Regions from separate parts of the Mus musculus genome. Here region 1 is linked to region 2. A link is a contact called in public HiChIP or PLAC-seq data. All regions are on one chromosome and are shown on one strand. The core of a region is the stretch at or near the end of the contact, and the rest is flanking DNA. Distances in the headings are between cores, read along the strand shown.

Region 1 (6,571 bases), core at 792-3,291, 260 kb after region 2:
GCTCAGCTGTGAACATGGGGAGCACTTCCTATCTTTTAGCTCACTCTACTTTGCCTCCTCTCATGGAAAGAGAGAGGCTGATAATGAGCTGGACTATGGGCAGTGACTTAGCCCATTAATCATGCTTGTGACGTTCATCTTATCTCTTCCATCTTTTCTGGGTCTGGTTAGTCAGGGCAGCCTTGGTGTTCTCTCCCTTGACAGGCATATGCACACACTATACTGATATGTGCATTGTATCCACTCACTTCCTTCCTGACTATGAAACAGATCAGAGAGGTGAGAGCTTGGCTTTGAGATGTCAGGAATACACTTAGCCTGACTTGGACATGGGCTCCAGTGAGGTAGGCCAGACCAACATTTCCAGAAAATTCTATGTTCAAGTTTGAATCTTGACCCAGCTTAAGTAAAAGAAGAACACTCTCTGTATTATTTGTCTTCTGATGTTTTCATGGGGTTAATTTAAAAAGCTTGTTTCATATATATATTATACGGTGTCTGTGTCTGTGTGTGTTATAGGATTTTTCTTATGTCAATTTCATTTTCAAAGTGAGAACCATACCCTTGTATTTAGACAAGATTTAGATTTATGAAATTAAATCATCTCAACCCAGTAGGTGAGAATACAGCACTGGCCTGCTTTTCCTGTGGACATTCATTGAATCTCTGCTACAAATATCACATGGCTGTTGGTCATGGGATGGATATATAGAAGTACTAGATTAATTTCTTAGAAGGTAAAATTTTGCCACTTACAGATCACTTCCTCAATAATTCCCTCATGAGAAATGGGGAATCTGAAATTTATCTCTTGAGTTAAAAAGCAGGTGTGACTCAAGGGTGTTCCACTGGAAATGGGCATCCCAGAGTGGGCTTGCCTGCAGCATTTCTAACTTCAGTGTTGATCATCAGTTATGTACCTAAGTTCAGTGAATCTCTTCTCTTGGAGGCTGCTGCTATTTATCTAGCTTCACATTTTAACTCTAGATGCTTTACAGCAAGGAAGTTATTCAGATGTTTTGAAATCTTAGTCTCCTATTGAGAACTCTTAAAACAACATGCTATTTCAACACGTGTCCTTCCAAGGGCCAGTTGTTTGATATTCTTGGAGTCTCAATCCATAGCACAGGTGGATGTCTATTCTGTATGCTCTCTGGGTATTTGTATTTCTATCCATCAGAAGGAAGAAACTCTGGTTTTACTCTACACACAAAGGAAGTCCTTACTGTAGGTAGGGAGGTTTATGTGTAATCTTCCTTTCCTTCCTTCTCCTCCCTCCCCTTCCTTCCCCTTCTCTTCCTCTGTATGGTTGGCATGCCTTAAAGTGAAAATTCAAATGGCAATAATTGCCTGTGGGTCATAAAAAATCTCAGTTATCAGTCTAAAGCTGCTCATAAATACCACAGAAATGATCACTGGGTGACCCCTGCATTTTGCTAATTTCACTCATTGTCTCCTTATCATAAGTGTCACTAATATTGTTTTGTATTACCTCTATCTAGATTATAAAGCTACTCAGGCAAAGCAAAGCAATTAAGCACGGGAAAGCTAACCATCACTATTGTAGCTGCTGTGGAAGAGCTGCAGATAGATGAATGATAATGCCTGCCATAATAGGCCTAGCAGGGAAAACTGGCATCTAATTACTGACTCATACATAGCACTCTATAATAGACAGTATGGCAGATACCAAGCAATATGGAAGGAGAAGACATGGTTTAACAATTGCTAATATGCATTTGAATGAGAGCAATCAATAAAATACTACCTAGAAATTGTTCATACAAAATCCTCTCACACAATTTCTCCACTTGGTCCCATAAAAACAAACCATGCATGACCCGTTTTTAGTGCCCTCTCTGTCACAACCCACACTCAAAGCTCCACAAATTATAATCTGCACATTAAAATTGGTCTTCTAAGTGTCTGTCTCAAATACCTACTCCCAGAAAGATGGCCTCCTTGCAGCACAGTATTGCAGAGCATTGCCAGTGTGGTTAGCAGAATGTAGGTTAGGCCAGGAAGCCTTTGTGAAAGAGTAGCTGTTGGTGGTTTGGCTCAGAGAGCATAAGTCTTTCCAAGGGTGTCTTTACTGCTAGCTTAGAAGTGATGGATGGAGGCCACAGGCTGTTTTGGACTCAGGTCTCAGAAAAGTTCATGAAAAATGACATTATTGTACTTGGAGACTATCCTGGAAAGCCCCTCCGAGCTCAAGCCCTCCTTTGGTCAAGGCTTGAGAAGAGGGGTTTTTAAAGTTCACACACCCTTGTAACTGGCTTTTAAAGGATGGGTATGAACAGGACAGTCTGAGATATTAAAATTTCCACACACACCCCACCTCCCACTGAAAACCACAGAATGGGCCACCCGTTCCCTGACTCACTGCTTGGCACTGATAAAGCCCATGCTTACCACAGGCCCTAACACTAGGGAAGACAAGAATTCTTTCCTCAAGTCCCTAAAGAACATGTCAAAAGATTCTTTGACTTATTTCTTCATCTCTTTCCCTCACAAAGAGGCACAGCATTCATCACATTTCAGGGAAGTTCTGTGTTAGAAAGAAGCAAATGAGCTTCAGAACCATGTCATGTTCTCCTGTTCACATGAGCAAGAACAACATGCAAATTCCACCTGGCATTTTGAATTAGTGTATGTAGGACTAGACGTTCAAATCATGTTCTTTTCAGTCACCTTTGCTCCAGAGCATCTGTGGAGCACCATTTTGAGCCTCAGCCATTACAGAGAACATTAGAGATTGAAAGATGCGTTAGATGGGCCTCCCAAACCCAAGCAGATGAATGAACCTAGGCAGCAAAAGAGACTTGGGGGGTGGGGTGCAGAAAAATAGCAGTGCCCAGAGCACAGAGATAATGGTCAGAGTCTGGGAAGACCTCACTGTGAAGCTGAGGTAGAGGAAAAAGCATTAAGGTGGTTATAAGCACAAACTGAATAATCTTCTTAGTCTATCTACAGAAGAAAAATATGGTCCAGAGAGGTGCAATGATTTACCTTATATTAAACAGTTGCAAGTAAGCCACCTTGCTGTCAGACAAGAACAAGGAGAAGGGGGAATTGAAGGACAAAGCAGTTGAGAAGCTGGGCTGGGCTAGAAATAACCAAACCAGATGGATGAGCTCACATTTGAGGGAGGATTTTGATGCTTTTTAAATTATCACATGGACCACCTTGATGGACTCTTCTGGGATACACTAGAGGAGGCTATTCCAAGAAGATACTACAAAGGGATACAAAAGTGAGTGAAGACTTTACAAAAATTTCTGTAGGACAATGCATATCTAAAATCATTTTTTTGTTCTTTTGATTTGTAGCCTCTTGCATTGAATTCCTTTTCATGTCTGCCCTGGTTCTAGTTTTTAAAAAGGCCTAGTCAGTGAAATAATATCTTAAGAATTCATAGAATAACCCATGGTATTATGGTCAGGAATTCAATCACAGTACATACATTGATGAATCATTGTATGAGTGGTATTCTGCTAAGGCCGGCATTGTACAAAAGAGCCCCTAAGTTACAGCTGGATACCACATCTATATGGATAAATGAAATAAAAGAAGGACAGCGAAAGGAGTCCTTTAAGGTTTAAGTCATTTGCATGTGCTCTCTGCAAGTGCTTCCCATTATTGCTGCTGATTGTGTGCCTTCTCCCTTATCTGACTGACCTTATTCCCAAGTGCTTTGTAGTTTGTGCTGGCTTCTCTTCTCTTCTCTGCAGCCTGACATCACTTTTTCCTTTGCAACTCTTCCTCTTCCTACACATTAGCACAGCCTTGTGGGTAAGGCTGACAGTATCCTGGTATGCCATCACATCTGTAGGCAGTTCAAACTGACCGGTAAGCAAACTCAGCCAATTCACCAGCTCTCCTGTTCTCTTGAACATTTTCCCTGCAAACGATGCCAGCATCGTACCTGTATCAGAAATTTGAACATCATCCTGTTCTGTTTCTCCTTGACCTGTATATGCTAATGACCAAAGTCTTTTCTGATAATTTTTCATTCTTATCTATACCTTAGCTACCAGTCATTGGCCTCAAGAAACACAATTTCCCTCCATATTGACAGAGTTGAAAAATGTTGGCAGAGAAGCGCAGGAATTCATAGGGATGATGAAACCTCATGGTCTATATAGAGAAGCTATGGCAGGACCTCGGATTCAGGCTGAGGATGTCTCCTCCAGCACTTAGAAATCTGGAAGATGGCTTCTTCTCTTTGTTTCTGCTTCCACCCTCTTTCAAATACTCTTTGTGAAATTGCCATTAAGTTCATAGAGACAGAGAGACAGCCCTCCATAAATGCGAGCATAGCTAGTTTAAGCTGTTCTTGATCTTTACCCCAGGAATTATCACATTGGATTTCTAATAGCTGTGGGTAGCTGTCTCACCTACCATATTCCCACAATGCAGCGAGCTCCTTGTTCATATCTGTATTCTGCAGGGTACCTTTTAGCATGTGATACACAGAAACAAGCAGTAAGGGTATGCAGAACGGATACTGGTCCTTACCTTCAATGGGTCACTTTTGTGATAACATCAGTATGAGTCATATTGTCATGAGATCACTACATCAAGCTCACCAGTGCTTTCTATTACATCCCTCCTAACTGGATTTCCCTGCCTCCCCAGTCTTCTACCCATATTTCAGCTGGAGTTATTACTTTGAAACCAATGGCACATCATGATGTAAACCTGTTTGAAAAGTTTTTGATGACCCTCCATTTTACACACAATAGGAGCCAAAGTCTTATGTTGTCATAGGATGCCCTGTGGGATGTGACCCTCCTCCACCTCCTCCACCTCAGGTCCTCGTACTCTGCACTCCATCACACTAGTCCCTGTACTGCTCCCAACAAATGCCACCAGGAGCCAATTTTCCTTTCATGCCTGGAAGCCCCGTCACAGGTAACTTCATGGGTCACCCTTCATTTTCTTCATGTCTGACCTGACTCATGCAGAAAGACCCAGGTTGCACCAGTCAGACACCCTGCACTCCATTCACTGCTGTGGTCTTTTACGTGGCACTTGGCTACAAATAACTGTTTCACATTTTCTATTAATTTTAGACCTGTCTCATAACATTTAAGTGGTTCTTAAATCAAAAGTTTTTTAATTTGTCCTTTGCTGTGTCCTAATATCTAATACAGTTCTTGTTAACTTGTAGGTGCTGAAAAAAATGTTTTGTATAGATTTATAAATAATCAGAAATATATTCATGGTGATTTCCCCATTTTTTCTTAGTTCAACCCATTCTTCTGGTTTTCTTATTAAAATTACAACTCTACTGTTTGTTAGCAAATAAACCATACATCCTCCAGCAATGGGGAGGGGAAAGGATTTTTCTTTAGTATTTCAGTTCAAGCAGAGTATCTCTCCTCCATCCCAGAACAAAGAAACTTTCCCACAGGGAGGGGTGGAAAGAAGAGCTGTCTATAAGAATTCATCATTTCTAAAATACTTAGATGTATATGTATATATGTATGGACTATGGATATGTAGATAATTGAATATATTTGCAGTAGGTGAATATACAAGTTTATGTGTATATGAATACGTGTGCAGATACTTGCAGTTCTGTCCATCAGAAAATGTTGAAGGACATCCTAGGGAGTAAAAATACTTGGCATCAAGATCTTGCTCTCTCAATCTAAAAGCAAACAGATCCTCAGTACAATGGCTGATGGTTACCGTTAGATGATCCAAAATTGCTTATGACAGGAAGTATGAAGTTGGTTAAAAGCATAAGGAGAGGATTTGCCACATGGAGGTGGCAGCCATCCTGAAAATGTTTCCATTGGCTAAATCTGGGACTGTGAGCATCATAGTTAATCAGTACAGTAGTGAGCCAGAGACCATCAAAAATTCATAAAGTCTAGAGTCCATATAGATAATAAATAAACAAATAAATAAAGGAGGTGAGGATGCTTGGTGCTGACTGGAGGAAAGCTGGGATAGAACACCATTATCTGTAACCATTACAGTAAAGACTGACTACAGTGAAAACAGGGATCATAGATCTTGGGAATAACTTTGACAAAGAGCCAAATAGCACTTAGTTTAATTCCCTCCTACACATTGCTTATTGCAACAGGAACAAAGTTGCAATTACACACTGGAGAAGTTAGGTATCAGAAACAGGTGATCAAAATCATCTTTCATCAGTAGGAAGCAGTTGGTATGTCTCCAGGTGAATTCAGCATCATCTACGATGTCTTCAGGGTGGCAATGAATAGTCTCTGTGTTTATGTATGAATCTATGTGCACATAGACCATAATGAAAAATGTTTTCCTTTTAAAAAGAGGCTAAGTGGTATTCTTCAAATATGTCCATTTACATAGAACTACAAAATAGATTAGAGTTGCTGTAGATTAGATATGGTTCCAGGGACACAGACTGGAAATATCATTAATGGACTCCAGACTACATCTTATTCTGGAAGAAAACAAGTACTATTGATGACAACATTGAGCCATGGGACAATTGTGATATGGGTGTCAGATTACAGAATATAGGCATGTTGATGTTACTGTGAACACAGGCAATAGCACTGCAGCTAATGAC
Region 2 (6,223 bases), core at 420-2,919:
TTGAAACAGTGAAACAAAATTATGAACACCTTTCTGAATTTTTTTCAAACAATTCCTTAACAGATTCAAAGCAGAGAACTCATAATTGGCATCAATGCCATTAAAAAAAATCTAGTGTTCTTAGTAATATTTACTGAATAACTCTTTGTATGATATCAATGTTTTATTTCAAGGTACATTACTAAAATAAATACTGAACCAAAAGAAATATTTGAAGCTAAGGGGATAGCTCAGTGTGTGAGAGCTTGCTGTGCAATCATGGAGACTGAAGTTCAGGTCCTCAGCACCCACAGGAACGCTGGGTGGGTTTGGAGGCTCTCCTATAATCCCTGGGCTAGGAAGACTGAGGCTGAGCATCCCCAGATCAAGCAAATCAGTGTGGTTTGTGTTAAAGTGGGAAACTCTGTCTCAATACGGAAAGTGACTGTGTTTACAGGAACATGTACCCATGTGCGTGTAAACACATACACATGTGTGTGGATTAAAATGGTGACCCACGTCTGGTCTGCCACAGGGCTAGGGCCTCTTTTGGAGGCAGGATGCCGGAGTTTTGACTGTTCATTCTCCATGCTGCTGCAGGGGGGGGGGGGGGTGTGTGTCAGGCTGTGAGAAGCCCCAGCCCCTGATCCGGGGTGGGGGAGCACAGTCTGGGGTCCTGGGAACCTGCCAAAGTCGGGCTCAGGGGTCTGGACCTGCACAAAGGTCGATGACGTCAGGGTCTCAGACTCTTGGGCATCCCAGGGGCCACTGGAGGCCACGGGCTGGATCTAGCCTGGAGCCAAAGGGAAAAGTGGGGAGGAGAGCTCCGGCTGGGTACCCAGGGGATGAGAGAGTCCTTGGCGAGTTCTGCCTGTGGCTTGACTTGGTGGCATTCAGGGCTGGGAGCGCAGAGAGGTCTCCTGTGGGAGATTAGACAGAGATCATTTGAGGAAGACCTGTTTCCCCCCCGTGGATTCTGATGAAAAGACGCAGTCCGTGGTTTTAAAGCATTTATTGGCATGGTGGAGAGTTGTGATGAGTGAAACTGTACCCCACTTTCTCAGGGTCAGCCTGAGGTTAAATACCTTTTACAGAGAGGAGTATCTGGGAAGGGGAGCTTAATTGGCTAAGCCTGTCAGACCTTCAGATCTGTGGTCACGTCCTCTACCTTTGGAGGGTCTTGGAGCTCTGTCCTTACTTGACTGATGGACACAGAGTGATGGAGAGCTGAGGCCTTGTGTCAGGAGCCTGGTATCTAGGAGTGTGGCAAAACACCTACCCTTGCAGGGCCACTTGCTGGGTCGCCAAGGTTTGAAACCTAGCTCAACCAGAAACCAGACTGTCTTTAATGGTTCTACATATGAGTTTGCATGGACACATAAATATTCAATTAATAGAAGAATGGAGCAGAAGTGTGTTGATGATTAAGGAATAATAATAATAATAATAATAATAATAATAATAATAATAATAATAAAACCCTCTAAACATCAAATACAGAAAGATCTGGGACACGACTTCTGCTTGTGGATTTGAGTCAATAAACCCAAAGAAGAGGGGACCTTAGTTCAGAAGAAGTGCTGGATCCGATCTCATAAATTTGTAGTATTTCTCATATTTCTTGACTGCTTCTCTATTAGTAATGTCTGTGGTCAAAGAGAAACTGTGACATCCACCTCTACAGGGTTCAGAATGTGGTTCTGACTCAGTTACTGCACTCTGAAATGCAGCTGCCTCACTTACTAGTCTCATGACTATAGAATCTTGGGCAAGAATTAGTCTTCCACTGCTTCTGTTGCCATATCTATAAATGTGGAAGGAGATGATATCTAGTCACAATGGATAATTCTTGTAAGAATTAATAAAACAATCCCAATAAATCACCAAGAGTGATGCCTGGTGACTCATCAGCATACAGTGTTAAGTATGGTCAGCATGACTGGGCATGTTTCAAAACATTTTTGTTTCAAAAATGAACACAACTTTATGGTTACAGGTATATTAATTTGTCAAGATGGATTTTTAAAGAAAGAATTCTTCTTCATTAAGCCTTGATTTGGGGACAAGTTCAATATAGTGAAAGTTGATTGAAAACAGTCACAGGCTCTCCTAAGTAATTAGTGGGAGTCCTTTGGGACATGTCTATGAGCATGCCTCGAAATTCTTTCTAGGCTGGGGATTCAAGAATGATGTTTTCTACTTGTGCCCACTGGGTTCACAAGGGAGGAAATGGGGTGAGAAGATATGACATTGTGCCACTGGCAATAGCCTTAGGAATAACATCTGTTCCAGAAAGAGGATGGCTGATCAGTCATGAACTCTTAGAAGGGATAAACACGGAGCCCAAGTACATTAGCCTTCTCCATGCCTGCCCAATCAGCCTCGCAAAAATAAACAGTTTATACATTCAAAGTAACCCAAGAAGGCCCCCTTGACAATTATTTTATAAGTATTTCTGGGGACACAAACACATTTCTCTGCTCCTTTGTCTGTGGCAGCCCTTCATCTGCCATGAGCTGTTAAAGTGGGATGTTAGCCTGCTATCCCAAGGCTCAAGGATCAGAGAGATATTTGGGAAGCAGAGATTGTCTTTATGTTTGCCACCCAGTGGCAAAGTACTCAGGTCTTCCATATCTCCATGAAAGCTTCATACCTATGCACCTGCCTAAGGTTTCTAACCACTAGGACATTTGATATGTGTCCAGGAGGCAGTTGCTGACAGCCTGGTGCATCTAACCCTTGAACATTTCCCATATGCTTTCCCATGAAAACTATAAAAGTATCTACCCCTAATGCATGGCTGCATGAATGCTGTGCAGCTGGGATTAGCTTGTCTATGGTGGAGATTGACACCTTCATATGCCATCAGAGCCCAGCACTGCAGGTCAACACACAGCATGCCTCTGGAACCCCCTGATCCCCACTCAGTGTCTCTCTGTTTCTATGCAGTGAGGATGCACTGTGAGAACATGTAGCATGTCTTTTACAGTTATCATGTGCTGGCCATGACATGAGGAAACTCATGTCCACAATGACCAGTTTTGATAAGGAACCATACTATGCTTCATGGATGAAACAGGGAAACACAAATCTACTTTACTGAACAAATCATCCATGTTCACATAATGAAAATGATGGCTCGAACATTCGGTTGACTCTCTTTTGAAGCATATGCACTATAATACTCTAGTATGTCAACGATCTTTCTTTCCCATTTATTTCAAGTTCTCTAAGCTTTCTGCAGCCAGGACAAGGCACATGTTTATTTCCATAGGAAACTACTTTTCTTACCTTACAAGGCCAAGTTCATGAGTCTTGTTTCAAAATATCTTGTTCTTCTCATTTGTCTTTTTTAGCTTTTTTCTCCTTTCACTAGAATGTCTGTCTCACTGTCTCTGTCTCTGTCTCTGTCTCTGTCTCTGTCTCTGTCTCTGTCTCTCTCTCTCTGTGTATGAAAACTTTTTCCTTGAAAGAGCTCAACAAGAAGCCATTTCTCCATCAAGGTTATGTTTTCTTGATTAAGAGACACTTCTCTGGGCTGGAGAGACAATCTTGGGTTAATTGAAGCATGATCAGTGGACATGGGTTCTTTGCCCAGCATCTACACTGCAGTTAACCACTGTCTGTAACTCCAGTCCCAAGGAATCTGATGCTGTCTTCTGATGTCTGTGGACACTGCATGCACATAGTGCAAAAAAAAAAAAAACATTAGGGTAAATAACACATAAACAAAAAAATCTAAAAATAATTGACGTCATTATTGACTCTTCAATTTGCATGAGTTCTGGCAAGATATATCGCAAACTCCAACAGATCCTAAAATGGAACTGCAAATGTTTGTTTGGCCATATGAAAACTTTTGTAATCTTTACCTTAATCAACTGTCAGCAAAGTAAGGTGAATCAAAACTGGGGATTTGTGTTAAGGCCTAGGTAACTCTTACCTATCTAGCCTGCTGTTTTGTGCTGTTCCTAATGGTATAAGGAAACTTTCCCGTAAGCTGTAGTTAGGGAATTTTCTCATGCTCTATTTGATTGCAGATTTTGTTATGTTCTGTGCTTTGGTGTTCTTTGAAACCAATCACAAGAAAGAATTCAGTTAGAACTGTTTTGTATAGATAAACACAGTAAGCTTGGACCTGAGCCAACAGCCAGGCAGCACTTCCTATACCAGTGTATAAGCTTTTATGGGTTTCTCCTTTTATAAGCTGCCTCTGGGAAGGACCCCAACACGCAAGAGGAACTTGCACCAATATAAGAGCCTATTAGAACAAGACTTCCATTTTGAATAGGGCTGTAATAAAATTTAAATTTCCAAGACCTTCTCAGGAACTGATATCCTACTTGACAGAAAAAGATATGTATGTGGGTAACTGACATATTGGTGGGCAAGTTAAGACATGAATGTTAGACAAGGCAAATCTACCACAGTTGAATATCTCAACCAATGGGAACAGGAGAAGTGTACAACAAATATATGTTCCTAAGGAAATCCCCTATCCCTAAATCCTGATTGATAAAAATAATTCAGAAAAGATGTTTGTGGATTTCAAGGGCTTAAAATATCTGTAGTACCCTGGCTCAGGGTCACAGCCAGCTCCCAAGTCTTCCTCCATCAGCCTTGATCCATCAGTCCTGGGGCACATGCTCAATAAACTCTGCCTGTCTGAGATCGGTGTTCTTGTGGTTGGTGAGCTGATTCCTGGGTCCCAACAGTTGGAAGCTGGAGAGATGGCTCAGTAGTTAAGAGCACTGGATGCTTCTCCAGAGAACCCAGGTTTGATTCTCAGCACTCACACTGCATCTAAGATACACCTTTATCTCTACTTAGAGGGATCTTTTGCCTCTGGTGTCCATTTATGGCAGTGTTATAATTCCTGGCAAAAGCAACATGAGGAAGTAAGAAATCTGTAACATGCTTGGTGATTCTGCCTTCACAGCCAGGGAAAAGAGGAAAGCGAATGCTTCTTTGCTCCTTGCTTCTATTTTCTTTATAGCAGTGGTCTGTACAATGGTGCTGTCTGCATTCATTCAAGCTGCATCTTTTCACTTCAGTTAAATCTTCCTGGAAACAGCTTAAAAGGCACACCAAGATATGTGTTCCCAAGGTGATTTTAAATCCAGCCAAGTAGATAATGAGGATTGACAATCACAACCCGGTTGCCTGTTAATCTGACACCCAAACACACCACTTTTCAAACATGATATTGCTCTTCTGTGCTCTGAAAAGCTTGTGTTCATTTCCTAAAGTAAAATGCAGTTAGTCTAAAATCACCAAAGTCTTAACAGTTCAAAAGTGTAAACGTAGAGTCTTGAGAGTCAGACCATCCTTTAGCTGTGAAGGCCTATAAAATACAAAACACAATTATGTTGCCAATATGCAATGGGACAGAAATGAAATTATTCATTATAAAATGGAGGAAAAAGAACATATCAAGGAAAAGTTGGTCTAAAGCAAGACTAAAACTCAACAGGGCAAGTAGCAATCTTGCAGTTCCCTGTCTACCACCTGGGCATCTGAGGCTTGTGATGGGATCATTTGCCTTGGGCAGCCTCGACCATCCAGTTATTCTCCATGTAGTCTATGTGACCAATCTCTTTGGCTGCCTCCAATCCATGTGGCTTTTCTTAGTAGATGCCATATGGTCTTGGTGTTTCCAGAGTCACTGGTTTTCTGTCTCAATGTAGCCTTCATCTTTCTAGCTTTGTGTAATGCCTGTTTTGGGTCTTTCAGAGAAAAATTATCCTGTTATAAAATGCCTGGTGGCTTTGACTTTTGGGAACCTTGGTACAACCCATCACAACTGTTTTACCCTTCCATCTTCAGTACCTGTAAAACACGTGACATGTGGGTGTCACTGTGAAGTTGCTCAGACAGCTTTAGATGTAGCCTGTCTTCCTGTGCCACATTAACAGTAGCCTCTGTGTACCTTTGAAGCTGACCATGGGGAAAAACTTTATCACAGGGCCAGAGGACACCTGTGATGACATTCTCAGTTCAGGTTCTCTCTTCTAGAATGAATTTATATATTCACATGTTTGAGGAGTCTTTGGTGGGTAGAGTGTTGCTGTCAAAACTCTTGCCTCTTTCCCAGTGCAAGTGTGAGTTTCTTTTTAGTGGGACACATTTCTTAAACATTACAGCTGCTTATTCGGCTGCTCTCACCTTGAACTGTTCATGCCTTTTCTATCCAAATGGCACATTCCCCCATCTTTCTGTTATGCTTGTAGTCCACTCTCTTTGT

The links. HiChIP or PLAC-seq counts read pairs in DNA pulled down with a chosen protein or histone mark.
Region 1: an H3K27ac HiChIP or PLAC-seq map of the NIH/3T3 cell line shows a contact between it and region 2, with 3 times the contacts expected there. The contact joins two enhancer-like sites. A contact is called at or near these places in 5 of 484 Hi-C or Micro-C datasets (the C2C12 cell line, adipose-derived mesenchymal stem cells, embryonic fibroblasts and 2 more) and 1 of 115 datasets of contacts at active chromatin or transcription factors (the NIH/3T3 cell line).

Annotation. Positions count from the first base shown.
Region 1 is chr9:33,239,075-33,245,645 of GRCm38.p6, forward strand. No RefSeq gene overlaps it. Among named protein-coding and RNA genes, the nearest start is that of Gm32171, 12 kb to the right of the region's middle. Within about 2 kb of position 2,042, at least 27 of the 459 cell types and tissues checked have an H3K27ac peak or open chromatin away from gene starts, as enhancers often do. A contact at or near this core is called in the C2C12 cell line, the NIH/3T3 cell line and adipose-derived mesenchymal stem cells, where this site is marked.
Region 2 is chr9:32,979,237-32,985,459 of GRCm38.p6, forward strand. No RefSeq gene overlaps it. Among named protein-coding and RNA genes, the nearest start is that of Gm27166, 49 kb to the right of the region's middle. Within about 2 kb of position 1,670, at least 23 of the 459 cell types and tissues checked have an H3K27ac peak or open chromatin away from gene starts, as enhancers often do. A contact at or near this core is called in the C2C12 cell line, the NIH/3T3 cell line and adipose-derived mesenchymal stem cells, where this site is marked.